Linked DNA regions of Cricetulus griseus: region 1 is linked to region 2. A link is a contact called in public Micro-C data. All regions are on one chromosome and are shown on one strand. The core of a region is the stretch at or near the end of the contact, and the rest is flanking DNA. Distances in the headings are between cores, read along the strand shown. Region 1 overlaps Nav1 (neuron navigator 1). Region 2 overlaps Nav1 (neuron navigator 1).

Region 1 (5,437 bases), core at 697-3,196, 200 kb after region 2:
CCCAGAGCTGGACAGTTGGACAGGTATGTGGTAGAGACAGAGCCGAGCCTGTCTCAGACTCACTTGGCCATTAGCAGGTCCATCCATTACCGTGCTGTGACTTCTGATATATGTTTTCCCACATCTTAAATAATTTAGTTCCTTTGTAACTCCCTGAGATATGTAGGGTGCTTTTGTTTTGTCCTCATCATGTACACAGGGGAAGCTTTACAAAAAGTTAAATGATGTCTCAGGAATCTCATATTAATTTTATTTATCATCTAGCTTTAGTTTCCAAGTGCAAAATCAGTTAGTTCTATTACATCACATCCTGGTTCTCACTGTCCATAGTACAACCTTTTGAATGACTAACTACACTACCTTAACTCCTAACAAAAAGAAAACTTAACATTTCAGATATTTCCTAAGTTCTGAGTCAAGAATTTGATTGTGACGGTTGTATTATTTGTTTATCGAAATAGATTTTCATAGTTTGCTGTCTTGTCTCCAGAGGATATACCCTTCAAACCTGTGGTCCCAAACTCTAGTTTCCAAGATAGGCTCATATACCTCTCTCTTTCTCTCCCTCCATAGCAGTCAGCGGGATCGGAACACTCTACCCAAGAAAGGACTCAGGTAACCCTTAAATATGTTTGATTGTTTGTTTTTCTACCATATACTCTAGACTCCGGGCCTGTTAAAAAGTTAAGCTGGGTGGTGCACACCTTTAATCCCAGCACTTGGGAAGCAGAGGCAAGTGGATCTCTGTGAGTTCACTTCCAAAAATAAAGTCCCAACCCCACCTAACCCGGGCCCCTTGCATGAATTTAGTGGCCCTTTTAGCAAGTCATTTATACGTGGTCCTACAAAAATGCCACCCACATTCCTCTGCAAACTCTCTATCAAGTGTATTAGCTTTTGTAGCTAGTGATTTTCTTTGCTGTCGAGGGAGAAATGAGTTTGTATACAGTAACCATGTCCTTACCTACAGCATCCTATGCTATCATAGCCCTATGTCCTTCCTTGGTTCAATTCATCACTTCATAGTGGACTTCTGAGGCCACTCACATAGGCTAGGAACAGAGGATCCTCCACTGTTGGGTTAGCAGAGTTACTCAACTAGATGGGGATGCCCGTCACCTGAAAGCCTGTACATGGAGCCATCGAGCCCTGAGTGGAGGCTTCATTCATCCATCCTTTGTTCCCATCAGGAGCTCTCAAGGGAAGGGACAATGCTGAGTTACCATTCCTTGCCTAGCTCAGGCATCCCACACACAGCTAAGCCTCTCATGTCACTTGGTAGCAACTCAGACTGAGTTCCTCTGCTACTTCTTCAGGTACCAGCTTCAGTCCCAGGAGGAGACCAAGGAGAGGCGCCACTCCCACACCATCGGTGGACTTCCCGAATCCGACGACCAGGCAGAGCTGCCATCTCCCCCTGCACTCTCCATGTCCTTGAGTGCAAAGGGCCAGCTTACCAACATAGGTCAGTGTCTGCGGTCACTCGCTGTGGCAGGAGATGAAGCAGGGCTCACTCTTCAGAGTGAGGCAAAAACGGCTAGGCATGTTTGGCTCAAGTTGTAGTGGACTGTTTCATGGCGCCTCAGTTTACCAACTCAAACTAAAGATGAAGTGTTCCAAGGTCCTAAACTGAAAAGTCGCCCCTGGGCACAAGTTTTGGGGTCCTGATGGTGTCAAAGGTCTGAATGACAGCATGGGAAATCTACATACCAAGGCCCTGGGCTTGTAGCTGGGTGTTTTATGCATGTTACTCCCAGGGGCAGCTTCGTAAGGGCGACACCAACCTGTGGGCTGATGAACTGCAGGCAGAGAAGGATTGTTGATTGCAGCAGAGAATGAGGTCTGTCTCCAAAACAGAAAGTCCAGATTCACCAACTGCTCTGGGTGAGCCAGGGCCATCCTAGCCCTAAAGGCAGACTGACTAAGACTTGCCCTAGACACACCACGCCCTCTCTAAAGCCTACGGAGAAGGGAAAGCTGGGAAAGAAGGAAGTGGCTCTGTGACTCAGACACAGGATGGGGAAAAAGGCTTCAGGAGGAGGGCCTGGCTCCAGCTCAGACACACACCAGCCTTGGTTCTGGGAAGCACTGTGCTAGCACTGGTTTAATGGGAGTCTCTTTAGGACAGGGCCGGAATAGACCTGCCATTTGCTTGCTGCATCACTCTAAATCATCTCTCCTTTTAGCTGGGTGAAAGAAAGCAGTTCTTTTGTGATGAGGACTTGTAACACGCCTGCGCCGTGACTGTGGGGAATTGGAGGAAAGCTAGGAATGGAGGTTACTTGTGCCTAAGGAAGGGTCATCTGGCTTACATGGGCTTATCAAACGCAGGGTGGGACCAGCCTGTTTTCTGTCTCCATTGAGGGCCAAAGGAGAAGAGAGACCATTTGTGCTGTAGAATGAGGGACTGGGCCAATCTCATCTTGGAATTTCAAAAGGGGCAAGACAGAGGTGTGAATTCTTTTTCCCAGGTCTTTACAGGCAGGGGAAACATCTACAGGCCTGTATGGAGGCTAAAGGTCAGAGAGGGGAATTCCACAAGGGTATGAACCATGAAAGGTGGAGATTCAGCAAGGGAAAAGTGGGAGTGGTGGCCTCTGTGGTCGGCAGATTCCACAGCTGTGGATTCTATAGCTTCGCTGACACCTTCATCCACTCTGTCTCTCTGACCTTCATTTCAGGGGATGCTGGGCAGAGAGAGAGGCCATAGTCTAGTTTGAGATCTCAACCAAAGTGACCTAGAGTGACACTGCTTTACAGGGGGCCTTACTCCCTTTCATAATGCTGAGCCCATTGGATTCCACAGCCTGGTCCCCTTCTCTGTAGCTGGTCCGGTTTCATCATTTGGATCTGAGTCTTGGTCTGATTCTCAGTCCCCACTAAGACAGCCTCCAGTTGTGTTTTCGGGAACCACAGCATCCCATTTTCATCTGCACATCCTAGTGATGTGAAGGTTTCGGGAAAGCCGCCAGGCCCCCAGCCTAACCTTCAAATGCGACAACTCCAAGGCAGGCAGTATTAAGGGGAGACCTTTATTACAGACCATGGAGTCCTTCTCCATTAGGGCCCAGCCTTCCCAGCAGGGGTGACTCCTAACCTCCAGCTGCTCGCACACCCCCACTGCCCCACCTACTGCCCCTTCCTCTCCTCCCCTCTTCCCATTTGCCTCTCATTGACTCCTGCTCCGGCCCCACAAGGGACCAGAGAGCTGATGGCCCTGCCTCTTCTCCTGCCTCCCCCTCCCTCTCCCTTCCCCCTTCCCTCTGTCCTTCCAGTGAGTCCCACTGCGGCCACCACGCCAAGAATCACCCGCTCCAACAGCATCCCCACCCACGAGGCGGCCTTCGAGCTGTACAGCGGCTCCCAAATGGGGAGCACCCTGTCCCTGGCCGAGAGATCCAAGGGAATGATTCGGTCAGGATCCTTCCGCGACCCCACGGATGATGGTGAGACTTCATGCTAACTCGGTTCACAATCATCCCAGCTCTGCTGGGCTCCCTCACCCACCGCCACCTCCACTGCCACCACTGCCGCCACCACACACACATATATAATTCACAGAACATCAACTTGGGCCATTTCAGTTCTGTCTTCCCATAACTTTGAAGGGTCTGGGGGCCCAGAAACCTTGGGTGGCACCACCTAGCACTGGGGTTTGGGGTTGGAGCATCTACCATTGGGGCCCAGGGAAGGGAAACTGAAATCTGGAAGGGTTAAATGCGACTCCTCGGTGCTCTGTGTTCTCAGAGCTTCTATGCCAAGTCTTTCTTCCCCACGGTCTCTCAGAAGAGATATGGGGACAAAATGGCAGCTCTTAAATCCACACAACTAGGCATCTCAGTCCTCTTCCTAGAATGCTGCAAAGACTAGCTCCCAGGCTGGCCATCTGATGGTTGATGGTACTCTGGGTGTTAATGGAAGACCAGGCCGTGGGGTTCATGAGACCTCCATTATTATCGTCAGGATGCATCCCTAATGGATGCGTTAGCTCTGTTAGTTCTTGCAGTGGGTTCTGTTCAATGATCAGACTCTCCCCGCTTTTTTTTTCACCTGAGTGGTCCCCGGGCTCAGAGGCTAGCACTGCAAGGGTGAGAAGAGGAGGCACAGGTAGAATCGGAGTATTGGTTCTGAGCAGCTCTGACAAGAAGCAACCCCTTTCTGCAACTTAAAGTGCTTTCTTGGCTGAGCAGAGCAGATGCTGACCGCACATGAAAATCTCCTTCCCCTGTCTCTAGACCCCTATGCTCCTCAGTCAGGCTGAGCCAGGGACCACCAGGCCCAGGCTGTCAGAGAATACAGATGAAAGGGGAGGCTGTCTCTGTTCAGGACCATGTCCTCGGATACGCGCCTGCTGTGGGCTGTTGGGATATGAACGGGTGCCCTGTGTTGTTCTTTCTGTTTGCTCCAGATGCCCTCCAAGAGTCCAAACTCCTGCCTTCGGGCTCCTCCCAGGAACTCCTGGGCCCTGGAACCCCATGCTAACCTTCTGCACTCTCCTTCTCTTTCAGTTCATGGTTCGGTGTTGTCTCTGGCCTCCAGTGCCTCCTCCACCTACTCCTCAGTAAGACCATTAATGTCCCTTCCCCTTCAGCCCCCTCCTCTACCGTTCCACATTCCCTCAGCCCTCCTTTGGTTGGGTGACTGGATGGGGATGGGGAACTGCTGTCTCTGCATCCTAGCCTGTGGGCCTGGGAGTGGGGGGCACCTAGCGCTTGAAGCACTTAGATGAGTGTCTTTCTTTCTGGCCTTGCCACCAACTCCCAAACAACTCTGGTGTTCTTTTTCCCCTTCTTCTTTGAAAAGTGAGATCTCCTTGTGACAGCACCCTTTCCCGGCCATGAGAAATGCTTCTGTCCCCAAGATGAGTAGGTTCCCAAGACTGAAGACCCAGTAACATGTAGCATTGACTAAATGTCTACTGTGGGGAACCATACAGGGCATTTGGTTTTAGATACCCTTTGACTCTTAGTTTTGTTCTGACCCCAATCTTTACTCCCTCAAGTTGTTCACAATCAAGGTTTGTTCCCAGGCCAACCAGTCTCATTCTGTAGCCATTTTGGCAATAACAAGACTGACTAAAGAGAAGCACCAGAGAGAAACCTATTATTTAAACCTGAGTATAGCTCTGAGCCAGTCCTGTAAGGAGCCAGGGCCAAGAGACAGGGGACTCATCTCTCTGCATCTCTCAATCATGCTCCTTCCTGTCTCCGCCCTGATACTTGGGCCTGGCTTCTGCACCTCCATAGTAACCACCTGCTTTTCTCTCTCTCTCTCCTTCTGTGCCCACTTCTTCAGGCTGAGGAGAGGATGCAATCTGAGGTAGGGTACATACAAAGCCTTTGTCTCTGCTTGTTAACACCAAGGCACCCTCCATTTTCCTTCTAGACCCTCTACTTCTTCCCCCATCAGTAGCTTGCCTTTCTCTTCTTTTCACAGC
Region 2 (4,742 bases), core at 2,231-4,730:
ATGTTTTTCTGTAGTGTAGCTCAGCCCTGAAAAATTTGCTAAAACTTGACCAGAGGACCTGAGACTCCTAACTCCTACATTAATGGGGTGGTGGTACCCTAAATCTCTGCTCCAAGTATTCTAGGACCCCTCTTCAATGAGGTAAGGAAGAACCGGAGTCTAGAGTTGGATGCAGGAGCTCTTGGGTCGTCAGGTCTCCATCTACAAATGAGGGTAGGTTCCTATTTCAGTGGACCGCTGTAAGGGTGGAACGAGGTGGTGTTGCAAGAGCTGTGGAAGGCAGATGTGACTGTGGTGAGCTGGAGCTGTGATGGCAGAGGCTGTGCTTGCAGACAAGTCTCAAGGGCCCAGCACTCTGTGTGGGACAGTCCGTGCTGTGAGACGGCTGGCTCAAGGTGAGCCCCCATACCTCCTGCACTTCTGCTTGGACCCCTCTCAGTCTTCACCCTCACCCCTCACTATAGAGAGAATGGAGTGTTGTCCTCTGCTCCTATAAAAAAAAAAAAAAAAAAAAAAAAAAAAAAAAAAAAAAACAGGACCACAAACTGAATGGCTTAAACAACACAATGTGTTCTCTTATAGCCCAGGGTATCAGAAGCCCAAAATGTATTGCTGAATAAAATCAGATATAGTTCAATGGCGTAGCACTTGCCTAGCATGTGTAAATACTTGTGTTCCATCCCCAGAACTAAGATAAAAATCAAGATATCTGTAGAGGATGTCCTTCTGGATTCTCCAGTCATTGTCCCTGCTGGTTTCTAAAGGCCAGCTGCATTTTTGGCCGTAGGCTCTTCCTCCTCTTCCAAAATCAGTGAGAACTAGACAAGCCCCAGGCATTTGTCCCTCTGAGTGCAGCAGGGAAAGGCTCTGGTTTTTCAGGACTTGTGTGATAAGATTGGGTCCACCTGGATAGTCTAGAATTCACTCCCCTCTTAAGACCTCGAACATCTGCAAGGCCCCTTTGTCATTTTTGCTGACATCCACAGCTTGAACAATAAAGAATGAACATCTTTGGGATTTGTCATTCTGTCAAACAGAGAAATTGACGGTTCACATCCTGGTGTGTTTTTGTCAGGAATAGATACTTGTCAGAAAGGGTAACACATGTGAAGGGACTCACACACTAAGTGCTTGGTAAGTATTGCTATCTGTATGGGTTATTTTCTTGTGGCTAGAACCAAATACCTGACAAATAGTAGCTTATAGAAGGGTTTTTGTTGTTTTGTCTCATAGTTTGAGAGCATATAGACCATCATGGTGGGGAAGACACATTAGTGGGAACAGCTTCTGCCTGTGGCAGTGGGAATGTTAGGTGACTAGTTATATGCCTGAGTAGGGACCTAGCAAATCAAACCATAACACTATCATTATTATTACATAAGCCATGCAGTACTTTTAAAATGTCTGTTCTCAGTACCACTTTTCCAGATAAGAAGCTGTCGTGTTAGTTTCTGTTGGCTCCCTCCCTGTGCCTCAGTTTCCTCCATGGTCAAAGGAGAAGTCTCCTACCCCCACTCCCACCCCCACCTCCCACGCTTGGCAATTCACACACCAGGCTTGGAGGCACACAAAGTTTCCCTTGTGCTGTGTGCAGGCGGCTGCCAGCGGCGGGCACAGGGCCCGGCCCACTGCTATCCCAGGGACACAGCATTCACCCAGATCACAAGGGAACAGAAGGGCCCCTCTTTTGAAGGGCAGAGAGGTTCCAAGCAGATCGCTGCAGGAACTGAACCCTCTCTGTGGGGAAGAATTGCCTCCCTTGTGAGGCCGCAGCACTATTTGAAAAGAGTTTTACAATCATTTTTATTAGCAGAGCCCCTGGTCGTAGAAGGGCTGTCACCCTGTCCCAACCTCTGTAAGGGAAACTGAGGCCCAGAGAGTGGGAGGAAGGACTGTAGGCTGGCCATGGGGTGAGCTAGATTTGCCTTCCAGGGGTCTTGTGGCTTCAAATCAACATTTTACTCCCAGGGGCGACAGGCATATCCTTCCCCCAACTCCCAGTCACTGAACTGAACCAAAAATTAATACCCAAAGGCCTCTAGGCACCATTTCAGACTTTTCTTTACAAGATCATTTGAAATGCAGCCACCCTCTTGTGTGCCCTGTCTCCGGCTGGCATTTTCTTTCCAATCCTGGCTGCCCCTCCATCTTTTGAAGTCCTGGGCTCTCTGCTGACCCCATCCATACTCCTTCCTGTGGACTCCTGAGCCTCCCTCACACTGTCCCTGCCACCAGCCTTCCAGGCTAACCTGGCGCTCTGCTGTTAGGTTGGGAAGCTGGCTGGTTCCTGATAACCAATGGTAGACTACCTCTCTCAGGCAGTCCTGTGGCCCACTGTTCTTTGAGAAACCTCTCTCTGGCTCCATGGATGCCCAGCTATATCTCCACCCATCCTATACTTCCAAGGCCTTCTGGAATGTCCCTCTCTAAGCCTACCCCTGTCATCTACCTCCTTTGCCCACTCTTGGCTCCACCAGTGTCCAGGATGTTAATGAGGGACACAACCTCGGTTCACATGTGTTTAATATCTTTTCACCTAGGCTATTCCACGCTTACTAGGTCTGTTCCTTCCAGGGAGAGAGTTCCCTTAGCAAGCTCTCAAACGGTCCTCCCCCAGCTCTACGCCATCTCCCCATCCAGTCTCAAGGCCACACCAGGGCTCATAGACAGCTTTCCTCTGCCCACCCACAAACACACACAGACCCCTTTGTCCCTTGGCGAGCCAAAGGCACAAGCCCTCCCCCATCCGACATTCCTCTCCCCCAGCCCGGGCTTTATGCAGCGTTTAGATTTTTTTCCTTATTAGTAAAGATCAAAGGAAAATAGAAAATCTCAAAGTAGCCAGAATCCCCCACTCAGGAAGCAGACATCATTATCATCTCTACTTTTAAAGTTGGCCTCCACACTGTCAAGATCATGGCCTGCATATGATTTCATATTTTTATGTGGTGTCAGGTGGTTTCCCATATTACCCAGAGCTCTGTGCACACCCTTTCACTTTGTTTCTCCTGTATGCACCATAATTTGTTCGTCTATCTAGGATCTCTGTGAATAATCTCCGGAAGACAGGGCGGCAGCTTCATTAGTGTTTTGGGATAGTCTGCTCCCTCCTGCCCCTGCCCCTGCCCCCGGCCACCGGAAGACCAACGCTATTATCAGCTGCTCCTCACGGGGAATCTGATTAGGATCTTAAACTGGGTGGCACTGGAAACCAGTATCACACCCTCCCCACACCCTGTCGCTTCCGGCCTGACAAGATGGGAAAACCATCAGCTGCAGAGGGTCATCCCCAAACATCCCCACCCACCCTGTGCCTGGGGATCTGGCTTCTGCTGGCTCAGAGGTTATCTCCGCTGGGGTTTTGTTTTGTTTTGTTGTTTTTCCCTTGGACAGAACTGTCCACGGGTTAAAAGGCATAGGCTGTCCAGAAGGCCCGTGGCCGGCAGAGACTATGGGGGTTGGCGTCCACACAGGAGATGAGTCACCAGGTGAAGGGTGAGCAACACAGCTGGATGGCATCTGCTGATGCTCAGCTGGAAGGCCGTGCTGTGCTGTGACTCTGTTAGTGATCCTGGCTGAATTGCTAAGGGACATTGATATCCACAGTGTCCCTGAACCAGGGACAAGCCCAAGGCTGTCGGAGGTCTGAGAAGATGGTACTTGTGGCTCCTAGAACCTGTGTTCAAATCCAGCTTGGCAACAGTCTGTGTCCTGACACTTTTATGTGGAAGGTGGGGACTGACTCAGGGTGAGCAAAGAGATATCGTCCCCTGAAAGACCGTGGCTTCCCCAGGCTCCTGAACACCAGCTTGGCCAGGCATGTACGTTTCTAAGGCCTAGCGTGCACTATGGTTATGAGCCCCACATGTAGATTTGGAATGTTCTTTCTCCATCAAGAGTTTATGGTAAAAGCTGAGCATGGCAAGGCACGCCTGTAATCCCAGTGCCCGGAAGACTGAGGAAAGGGGCCATTGTTGAGAGGTCTAGGCTATCCAGGCATACACGGGAAGACCCTGTCTCAAAACAGTGCCCACAACATAATACTCTATGGTTCAACCTAAGTACACAGCCCTCCCCTAGTGACTAGAAGTCACATACCATAGGCTGCCCAAACCACTCACTGGAGGAGTTGTTGGAGTGGGTATACGACCTAACAGAGGGGGCGGGCAGTCTGGGGAGGGGGCAATGGTTGTCTGCCACTGAGCCCCTTCCCACAGCTCTTGCATCGGGATGCCTGGCTGGCACTGGCTCAGAGCAAGGCCTTTATCCCATCCGTTGTAGTCCTGGGTGAGTTCTTGGCCCTCACTGGCAGTCTCCTATGGGAAGATCAGAAGATCTTGATTGCCAATGCCAGAGCCTCGCAACCCTGGCTTGTCTTTTCCCCATGCCTAAGACCACTTGTCAATACGGTACCAGCATTCACTGCCTCCTCCGAAGGCTGCATTCTAAACCCTAAAATCCCTTGGCTTTGCTGTCTGTTCCTTCTGAGTCCGGGCAATGGCACATCTGGTAACCAGGGAATCAGGTTGCTTTTCCTGTAATGTCATCGTGACTGCATCCACACATGACCCCAAACACACTAGATACATAGCTGGCTCAATGGAAGTAGGTTTGATACTGGCCGTGGCAATTAGGGATTTGTTGTCCATCTGTGGCCTCAGTTTCCTCACCTGTGAAATGGGGATGTTAGCCATATACACTTTACAAAGAGATTCACCAACATAGCATAAACCATGCTTGCT

What was found. Hi-C and Micro-C count contacts between places; a contact is called where the count stands out from the background.
Region 1: a Micro-C map of the CHO-K1 cell line shows a contact between it and region 2, with 4 times the contacts expected there. The contact joins two enhancer-like sites. A contact is called at or near these places in 3 of 8 Hi-C or Micro-C datasets (the CHO-K1 cell line and liver).

Annotation. Positions count from the first base shown.
Region 1 is chr5:53,789,910-53,795,346 of CriGri-PICRH-1.0, forward strand. It overlaps Nav1 (neuron navigator 1), which reads left to right. Exons shown (of 30, transcript XM_035445545.1): 10 at 1-23; 11 at 574-615; 12 at 1,317-1,465; 13 at 4,509-4,561; 14 at 5,437. Among named protein-coding and RNA genes, the nearest start is that of Ipo9, 35 kb to the right of the region's middle. Within about 2 kb of position 1,947, at least 4 of the 6 cell types and tissues checked have open chromatin away from gene starts, as enhancers often do. A contact at or near this core is called in the CHO-K1 cell line, where this site is marked.
Region 2 is chr5:53,593,146-53,597,887 of CriGri-PICRH-1.0, forward strand. The region is part of intron 1 of Nav1 (neuron navigator 1); the gene reads left to right. Among named protein-coding and RNA genes, the nearest start is that of Nav1, 24 kb to the left of the region's middle. Within about 2 kb of position 3,481, at least 2 of the 6 cell types and tissues checked have open chromatin away from gene starts, as enhancers often do. A contact at or near this core is called in the CHO-K1 cell line, where this site is marked.